Regions from separate parts of the Mus musculus genome. Here region 2 is linked to region 1. A link is a contact called in public Hi-C data. All regions are on one chromosome and are shown on one strand. Each heading gives the region's core, a stretch centred on a gene start, on an enhancer-like site or on the middle of the called end of the contact. The rest is flanking DNA. Distances are from core to core; before and after follow the strand shown. Region 1 has its middle 8.9 kb from the start of Gm29683. Region 2 overlaps Gm44812.

Evidence for each region. Hi-C and Micro-C count contacts between places; a contact is called where the count stands out from the background.
Region 2: a Hi-C map of liver shows a contact between it and region 1, with 4 times the contacts expected there. The contact joins two enhancer-like sites. A contact is called at or near these places in 3 of 484 Hi-C or Micro-C datasets (all in liver), 4 of 115 datasets of contacts at active chromatin or transcription factors (hepatocytes, liver, pancreatic cancer cells and 1 more) and 1 of 9 other capture datasets (adipose tissue).

The regions. Positions count from the first base shown.
Region 1 is chr7:70,344,318-70,349,105 of GRCm38.p6, forward strand. No RefSeq gene overlaps it. Among named protein-coding and RNA genes, the nearest start is that of Gm29683, 8.9 kb to the left of the region's middle. Within about 2 kb of position 2,059, at least 70 of the 459 cell types and tissues checked have an H3K27ac peak or open chromatin away from gene starts, as enhancers often do. A contact at or near this core is called in hepatocytes and liver, where this site is marked.
Region 2 is chr7:70,520,985-70,525,878 of GRCm38.p6, forward strand. It overlaps Gm44812, which reads left to right. Exons shown (of 7, transcript XM_030243182.1): 2 at 1,078-1,299; 3 at 2,547-2,627; 4 at 4,852-4,885. The coding sequence starts at 1,127. Among named protein-coding and RNA genes, the nearest start is that of Gm44812, 14 kb to the left of the region's middle. Within about 2 kb of position 3,522, at least 5 of the 459 cell types and tissues checked have an H3K27ac peak or open chromatin away from gene starts, as enhancers often do. A contact at or near this core is called in hepatocytes and liver, where this site is marked.

The DNA.
Region 1 (4,788 bases), core at 809-3,308:
GCGCAAAATTATGTTTAATGTTGGAAGGGGGAAAGGGGAAATATAAAATTAGCGCAGAGAAAATGTTTCCCAGACCTTCTAGCAATTAGGGCAGAAGTTTTTTTCATGGTCATATCAGTGGGGAGCCTACTGGAGCAGGGAGCCGTGACCTGCCAGGCTTGTGCCCTAGGTCTAAGCAAACGACCCACCTGTCACGGAGTCTTCACTTCCTGGGAAGAAAAGTGACACTTCTGAAGGCTATTAGGGGCACTCCACTCTGCCCAGACACTTCACCGGGTTCTGAACCTTTTTGGAAAGAAAGGGATATTCTAAACACCCCATGCTGGAGGAGGTGATAGTTTGGCTATCATTGGCTGGTGAAGGGGACAGAGGTGGAGATGGACTTTTTGTCCTAGACCCCACCCCTACAAGCGGGGGTGGGGGATGGGGGGAGCTGAGACCATGCTGAGGGGAAAGGTTTTAAAAATATATCAGCACCCCTCTTTCCAGAACTCTCTCTCTGCCTTTGCAGCCACTTATGGGCTATGGAGACCCCATAGGCTCCCCTCTTTGTCTTCTGGGCTAGATATTCACTCCTTTATTCTCACGAAGCAGGGAGGCCAAAAAAGAGTACCAATAGCCTAAGGGACTGCCCCAGAGACAGGCAGGGACATAAATGGTGACACTTTGACAGAAGCAGCAGTTTCTGCTCCATGTAAATGATTACTAATGAAATAGTGGGGTTTGTTTTGTTTTATTTTGTTTGAGAGAGAGATAGAGAGAAAGAAAGAAACAAGAGAGACCCCCCCCCTGCACTGGCTGTAAAGAATAAAATTTGCCTTTGTTGGGAAAACAGTGTACTTTGGTAGATATTAAGCCGTTTTCCTTCTTGGGTGTAAGGCTACAGGAGAAGAAAAAGAAAGTAATGAGTGAAAAAGTCACTTGTAAATAATACAATTAAAAAGTAAATTTATTAACAAAATCCTAAAACAAAGCTAAAAACAGGAGACAAGAAACTGTTGGGAAGGCAAGGAGGAAGTAGAAAAAAAAATCTGTGAGTATCACTGAAGAATTCAAAGGATAAACTGGAGGCAAGAGCAACTGCCATTCCTTCTGACATTCCTAACTAGCCTGCTTTCTTGTTAAAAGGAGGGGAGCAGCTAGCCCTGAAGGTTGTAGTTTTATACTTGTATTTTAGCAACAAGTATCAAAAGATCTAAACTAATTGATTGCCGAGTTCCTTGGCCCTCCTCCAAACAGCAATATAGATTTAATTGTATGTTGCTTAAAACTCCATTTCTTGAACAGTGTGAAACATGTAATAAAAGCCATACGCCGTATCGAAGATTTTCCCCCTCTGCAAAAGCATAAATACTCAACTGACACTTGGAAGGAAAAAACATAGCTAATACCCCTAATGGGTTAAATTGGGGGGGGGGAGATCTGAAAGGGGTAGCTACATAATAAAATTTAAACTGTTAATCCATTTTAACTCATTCAAAATAACCTGCGGTTGTGGGTGGTGTTTTACTCCGGAGGGGTCATGGCGAGGAGACCCCACACCATACACCTGACTTGTTCTGAAGCGTTCCATCAAAACCGCATTCCACTTAAGGAAAGTTCTGCCCTTTCTCGAACAGGACTAGAACAAATTTGAAAGTTGTATCCCAACTACGGGGCCAGGAGTTCTCTGGCCAAGAGCCGTGGGAAGGCATTCAGCCGCTCTTGCTCTCCTCCGGCTTCAGTCTCCATGCAGACGTTGCCGTTGCCGAGAGCTCTTTAACAGCGCTGCGACAGCCTCCTTCTGCCCCTCCCGGACAGGCCCTATTCGCCCCATTGTCCTCTGTTATCCGTGACCCATAGTGGCTGTCCCAGTCTAAAGCCAACCCAGGTGCCTCCTCCGGCAACAGCTTCACGAAGAAGGGAAGAGCCCCGGCGCCACGCCTGCGATTTGGTCCGGGATCAAGCGCTGCAGCCAAGTTCCTGGCCGCCAGAAAGCAGGAGGCTCCGCGCATCGCGGGCCATGCCCTGTCGCGGCCACGAGGGCTGGCTGCAGGCGGAGAGCTGTAAAAATCCACGTGAGCCGCCCCTCCTCCTGCTGCCCGCAGCGGCCCCTGACACTGCAGCATTGAAGCCAGTCCGGAGGTCCCCAAGGTCTCCAAGTGTGACAGTACTCGGCATAGCGGGTAGATGGCACAATTTTCTAACATTTAGAGAGAGGAACCCACGCTGGGAGCAATAAGTCCATTTAAAAGCCCTTTATTTAAGAGGAACAAAGATAACTGACAAGCGGAGTACAGAGACATCTCAATGAAATTTCCAAAGAAGAAAGAGAATTCAGAAGCCAACGCAAATGCGAACTGGGCTTGATGGAACAGGCCAGCACTAACCCCTCCTCGGAAAAAAGGGGGTGGGGGAGGAAGAGAAAAGACAAAAAGAAAAGAAAAGAAAAAGAATAAAAATATAGTAGTTCATGGGACCGTGGGTGTTAAAGATCACAACCCAAACCAATTTCTGAAAATCCATGGTCCAGAGAACTTTAAATGACCAGGTGGACAAGGCAGGGTCAGGTTGTGAGGAACAGGATCAGGTTAGAGGAAAAGGTCTAGAAGTTTTGCCCCACTCTTGAAGGCTACCTCTGGTTGGTCTTAGTGGGATTAAGGAGTGTGAGGTAAGGTGGATAGACATACTCGCCTCTCCGGAGGCCTGAAGACCAGAGGCATCTGTCCTAGAGCTGTGCCCTAACTCAGTCAGACAGCATCCCAGGCCTTGAGAATCTAGTCAAAGCCAGAACATTTAAGCTACACAATTGCAGACTCAGGAGCAATCGCTATCTCTGCCAAACCAAGAAGGATGCTGGAGCACTCAGTGATGTCACACTTCATTCTGCCCTTAGAACCTTTGCTCCCCACCTGTAAATCTGTAGGCCAGGTACCTACACACTCTCCAAGAGAGGAAGATCCAAGGCCTTTGACAGAGGAGGAGGGATTTAGACACCAGGAGATGGATGAGACCTCCCCTCTGGTCCTCCTGGGTCTGAGTTGGCCCCGACGACCCTGACCTGCCTGCCTAGCTTTGGGAAGGGACACAGCGGCTAACGCCCGCAGGGGGTCAAATGATTGTATTTGGGTGGGTGCTCGCCGACGTATTTGCTGAGTAAACCTCCCTCGCTGTGCTGAAGGCGAATCCCCGTTGATAAATCCATCATTACCGTTTGGATTCAGGGAGGCAGCCGCGCCACTAAATTCATCTTACATTTGTAGCGCTTTAATAGACATTTATTAAATGCTTTTAGAGAGAGGCATGGGGCGCGTGATTACATCCTAGTTATAGACAGAACATAAAGACCCACGTTAACACCCATTTGCAGGAAGGAAGGAAGAGGTGGGGAGGGGGGTGGTAAGGCAGAGGGATGAAGCGTGGAGAGATGGGGAGGGCGGGGGCCATCGAGCCTGGGCGTTATTAACAAGGCTTGCCTGACGAAGCTAGGCGCAAGGCGAGAGCCACGGGAAGTCTCAGGCTGTAGAGGGAAGCATCCGCCCCACTAGCAGGTCGGGGTTTCCCTTTCCTTGTCCCCATCAATTCCCGCATGGGGGTCTCCTATTCTCTCTGCCAGAGCACAAGGGATGCCCACGCTGCCTCCGACCCTCTCTTCACTTTCTATCAGATCTCTCCAGCTAAACTAGGAAGAAATAGGAGGGACTTACCGAACTTCAGAGGCCTAAGACCCTGTTTAGGACACCCTTTGCCTCACATCTCCCAATAAAATAAGTACAGAGCTAGGCCAGGCCTTTTGCAGTATAAGCAGATGTTTCTACCATCCAGCAGGGTATCCCCGCAGGCTTAGAGGGCTCTTAGACCTGGCAAGTTGGAAGGCAGGATTCCTTCTCTGTCCATCACCAAAACGAACTCTGGATACCCTCTATAAGCCTCGGACTCTCTTAACTGAGAGTTCTCTTAACTGAGAACTTGTCCTGGGCTAGCCCCCCCCCCCACACACACACTTCCACTCAGAATGCTGAGCCTGAAGGGGTGCCCAAGACATTATAGGGCCTAACGCTTTCTAGAGAGCCCTGTCCCTAACAGCTCAGTGCCTCTACTCCGACAGCCTTGTGATGGCTCTCAGCTTGTTCTCACTCCCTGGGGACACGCTGCCGACCCCATCCCCATCGTAGTGGACCGAACTCTCGGCCCTTCCTGGCTCCTGGTAAGGAGCACTTCCGCTATCTCAAAGTTGCCATAAGAAAATAAATACAAGTGACATTGTACTGGGCCAAAGCTCATTAGTTCGTTGTCCAGGCCTAATAAAGGAACAGAAGCGCAAATTATAGAGTTCAGCTTCAACACACGCTCTGTCACCCGAGATCAACGTACCGCGAGCCTGATTCCAATTGCTCCGAACTTGCTGTGCAGTTCGCCCCCAACCCCCTCCTCACGAGCAGGAGGTTGGGTGGAAAAATATAGTTCCAAAGGGAGTAATGATCAAGCTTTTCCTCTCGGAAGCCTGCGCCACCTCATTTCCCATCAGTAATCCCAATAAAATTAACGTCGTGGCTGCAATTGAAAAGAGGAGAGCCCGCGACACTCCTGAAATAACACACTCTTCCCAGCAAAAGGTAAAAAAGCAAAACGGCCCTTTGTTCAGCTAATTAACGAAGGACCAACTCCGAAAGCACATGTGTTTGCTTAGCTAATCACAAGCATGTTTCTTTCAAGGAATGTCATTTTCAGGGGCCAATGGGGTGGGGGGCTTGGAGAGATGGACACCACCCCCATAGGCCCTTTTTGCCTTTGGGCATCTCTCACCAG
Region 2 (4,894 bases), core at 2,272-4,771, 180 kb after region 1:
GCCCAGCTTTGCATGCTGTTCTACAGCATTTTAAATTCCTATGTGAGAGAACTCTTGGAATGTGCATGAATACACGGACACATGCACACATGCACTCACATGTGCACATATGTCTGTACATAAAAGAACAAAAGACTCTCATTTACTACATATTAATCTATATGCAGATCTCCTGAAGCTGTAGCTTGCTCTTCTCATTCCTGGTAACTCTCCCTTCTTGTCTCATGTTTATCAGGGTTCCCATGGATTTTTGCACTTAGTACATTTCAGATATGGGATGTGGGGAAAGGGACAGAGGTGGCAGTAAACCTGTTAGAACAAGAAACAAAAGAGCAGAACTGAGTAGTCCCTGGTGTTTATTCTGTTCCCTACGCTACATGATAAAACTAGTTTAGTGTCTTTTTGTTTAAACTCCATGCCAGATACACAGTAACCAGTGATTTCAAATGGAAATTACTTATTTCTAGACAGTTATGTAATTAGACCTAATCTAATTATATAATTATTCTTCTAAGAGTAGCTTTCAAGACACCCAGGGCAGTTCATTGGGTAGAGACCTTGTCTGTTCTTATCTATCTTCTTGTTCTTTTGTTTTCGTCTTCACTTTTTGTTTTGTTTTGTTTTGTATTATTAATATTATTTTTATAGAATATTACTGTGTAGCCCTGTTTGGGCTGGAACTCATTATTTAGACTATGCTGGCCTCAAACACACAGAGATCTGATTGTTCTTACTAGGATTAAAGGTATACCACCATACCTGGCATCTTGCCTAACGTCTTTATGAGACAGGTTGGATCCAAGTCTTGCTACTTTTGGAAGATGAATAAACATCCTGTTTGAAACAACAAGAACTGAGTATATACAAATGCTGCGATTGCTAATTTAATAAATTTGAGATTTAGAAATAACCGTTCCAGTTCAGAAAGCCTACCAAGGTTTCAGTAGAAGTAGGAAAAAACAAAAAAGAGTACTTGGCCCTCTTATTGGAACTGGGTGGACAAGACCATCTCTCAGGATTTGCAGATATGCTATGAATGGTAACTTTCAACTTTTCATTGCTCACCCTGTTTCTCAGGGAGCAGGGTAAGTGACCAAGGGTACAAAAGGGGCTGCTGAGCCCAGCTATGGCTTCGGATCTGAACCAGAGTCCTCCTCTCAGATCAAAGGGTAAGAGTCTTCTGATCTGTTGCCGTTTGAAGAACGTGAAGAGGGGCATCAAAAATCATGGTGAATTTAAAAAGCAAGGCTTACTACAGACACCTGGGAAGCAGTTCTCAAGGGACACTCTGGACGCCAGGTACCTGGGAGTATTTAATTAGAGGTCACCCATGAAAGAGAGGGAGGGAATGATAGAAAATAAACTTAGGTTACCCAAGATATAAGATACAACTTGCCAAACACATGAAATTCAAGAAGAACGAAGACCAAAGTGTGGACACTTTACCCTTTCTTAGAAATGGGAACAAAACACCCATAGAAGGAGTTACAGAGACAAAATTTGGAGCTGTGACGAAAGGATGGACCATCTAGTGACTGCCATATGCAGGGATCCATCCCATAATCAGCTTCCAAATGCTGACACCATTCCATACACTAGCAAGATTTCGCTGAAAGGACCCAGTTATAGCTCTCTCTTGTGAGACTATGCCGGGGCCTAGCAAACACAGAAGTGGATGATCACAGTCAGCTATTGGATGGGTCACATGGCCCCTAATGGAGGAGGTAGAGAAATTACCCAAGGAGCTAAAGGGAACTGCAACTCTATAGGTGGAACAACAATATGAACTAACCAGTACCCGGGAGCTCTTGTCTTTAGCTGCATATGTATCAAAAGATGGCCTAGTCAGCCATCACTGCAAAGAGAGGCCCATTGGACTTGCAAACTTTATATGCCCCAGTACAGGGGAACGCCAGGGCCAAAAAGGGGGAGTGGGTGGGTAGGGGATGGGGGTGGGTGGGTATGGGGGACCTTTGGGATAGCATTGAAAATGTAAATGAGGAAAATACCTAATTAAAAGGGAAAAAAAAGAAAAAAGAAAAGTAGCAAAAAAAAAAAAATCCTGTAAACTGGCTTGGGACTCGGCTGCCTGATTTCTCTCCCTTAGAAATGTGCCTTCCTAATTCTGCTTTGTTTGTTCCGATATTAAGAATTAGTTGGTTTCCCAGGAGTAGCTGGGAAGCTAAACTGAGAAGGGAGTTGGTTGAGGAGCATGCCAATTGGAATGTGGAACATGAAACATTTTCTGGCATTAGCGTAGCAAAGCTATCCCCAGAGTTATTTTCATCTTAAAGAAAAGCATAATTGTGAACATGTCATCAGCCTCCCACACTGTGGGAAAGGTTTTTAACTGGTTTGAATGGGAGCTGTCCCTCAGACACTTGTGTTGTTGGACTTGGTCTCTAGCTCCTGGTGTGGCTTTGGGAGGTCATGGAAGATTTTTAGGAGGTGGAGCCTCACTGGAGGAAGTGGGCCACTGTGGACAGGACATGCCTTGAAGGTTTTGAGCCCGGCATCACGTTCTGTCTGCTGCTTTCTGCTTCCAGAGTGTGCATGCAATGTGACCAGCTACCTCATAGTCCTGTGGACTGGAATAAACCTTCCTCCTTGAAGCTGCTCCTTGTCAGGTATTAAGTCTCAGCAATGAGAAAAGTAAAGTGTATGATTTCATTTATTTGGTTGAATACTTGTGAGTCCTGCTTTGAGTATCTGTGACTTTGTTATCACCCTTCTTGGAGACTATAGCAAACACTTGGCCAGAGTTCTCACACCCAAGCACACGTGCCTGGCAAATATAGGGGCTGGGAATACAGTGAACGCTATTGTTTAGGATGATCTTATTGTGTTGTGTTAAGGCAATAGCACAGGCTAGCTCTGAGGCATGTAAACTAAAGATGATAGGAACTTGAGGTTGTTAGGCTTTGAACATATTGTCAGTGGGTTTGACAGCCCTTCTCCTTTTCGTTCTTTCCAACACTTTATTTTATTTTATTTTATTTTTTTGAGGTAGAGGTTTATATAGCTCAGGTTGGCTCACATTTAACTCACTGTGTAGCTGAGGGTGACCCGGATCCTCCTGCCTTCACCTCATACATGGTGGGATAACAGACAGTGCTGGTTTATAGTCCTGGGGATCAGACCCAGGGCTTCCCAGATGCTGGGCCAGTGCTCCCAAATGCCAGGGCTTCCCAGATGCTGGGCCAGTGATCCCAAATGCCAGGGCTTCCCAGATGCTGGGCCAGTGATCTATCAACTGACCTTAGCCCTCTTCCTTAGCTCCTCCTTCTTTTGAAAGGGTTTTTGAAATTTGATTAATTTCACATTTTAATGTTTCCTAAGTATGGGAAAACTCCAAAGTGGGCAAACATTTCTTAAGCTTATGTCTCTCCTACAAGTACAAATCTGAGATAAATGTAGAGATTCAGTTAAAACAGATTGACAAAAATCAACACTCAGTTGAGCAATGTTGAAGTGATGCATGAAAGGTCGATTCGATTTGGTCACCGTTCATAACTTTGGGTTATGTCAACAGGTGACTCACCATACTTTGTAAAATCTTGCCTAGCTTCTCTTGGGATGGACTAGATGACTCCGACCCTTTACTTATACCACTGGGAATCATTGTTGCTACCTGCTGGCACATCCTCTAATCATAAGATAAGGATAAGGACTCAGAATTCATTTTCTATCCTAGAGACAGCTTTGTTGTCTTAACAAGTATATAATTTATGGAAATACTTCACTCAATGTGTGTATCTGTGCTTGTGTGTGCGTGTGTTCTCCCCAGTGTCTTCCTCAATGACTCTCCATTTTATGTTTTGAGGCAGAGTCTCTCACTGAACCTGAAGCTTACCCATTAGCTAGACTGACCGACCAGCGAGCCCCTGAGATTCTCTCCCACGCCAAGAGTTCAAGCATTAACGATTGACTGTGTCTGGCTTTTCACCTGGATTCAGGGCATTGAACTCAGGTTCTCCTGTTTGTACAGCAAACACATTTCAGACTGAACTATCACCCCAGAGCCTGAGGGCTACTTTTAATCAAACAAAATTAAAGATGGTGAAAACAGAGTTGGTAGGCCCTGGTGAGGCCACGGGAAGGAACGTGCACACAGAGGTCCTGAAGATCAAGCTTTGTGAGCTCCATATCCGTCACGCTCAGTCACCTCTCTGCTGTCCTATTGTTAGCAGTAGAGGAATCTGAACCGGCCAAAACAGGGAGCATTTCTCTTTTTAAGAATATAACTTTAAGTGTACACCAGAACATCTAGAAATAATTCTGAAACACAGAAATTTGAATATTTTTGTTGGTAGCACAGAGATGGTTGAGAAATACCTCTATATTCAATATTTCTCTACAACACTTCTTAGTTGGGGCCATCTTGCAACAAAAATGTAGGGCTCCTGTCTTGTTTTGCTCCACTGAAGACCCAGGTAATAGAATGTGGAATAAAGACAGATTAAGCTCAGCTTATTCTTCATGCACAGTCACCAAAACTATGCAACCCTGGGATCAGGATCTTGCCTACCTTTGGTCTAATGATCTATGGTCAGCTAGGGCCAAGGTAAACATCAGATTATTATTTCTTTAGGGATCAGAGGGACAAACAGAAGACAGAGGTCATGATCTGCTCCAGGGACAATGTCTCAGAGTTCAGAGGTGTGTCGTAAGTTAGAACTGTGAGGCAAACAACAGGGAGAGAGGACCAAACAGGTCAGACAGGCAGGCAACAGAAACAAGGCTGAAGAGAATTCAGGGATGGCAGTAGGCAGGGTGGGGCGGGATAAAAATATCACCCACCAAGCAACTTAATTTCTTTGTGATCCAAGATATTTCTATTTTCTTTTTCAGTCTGCAAGATTGTCCTTGGTCTACTGGACACTTGGTAAGAAAC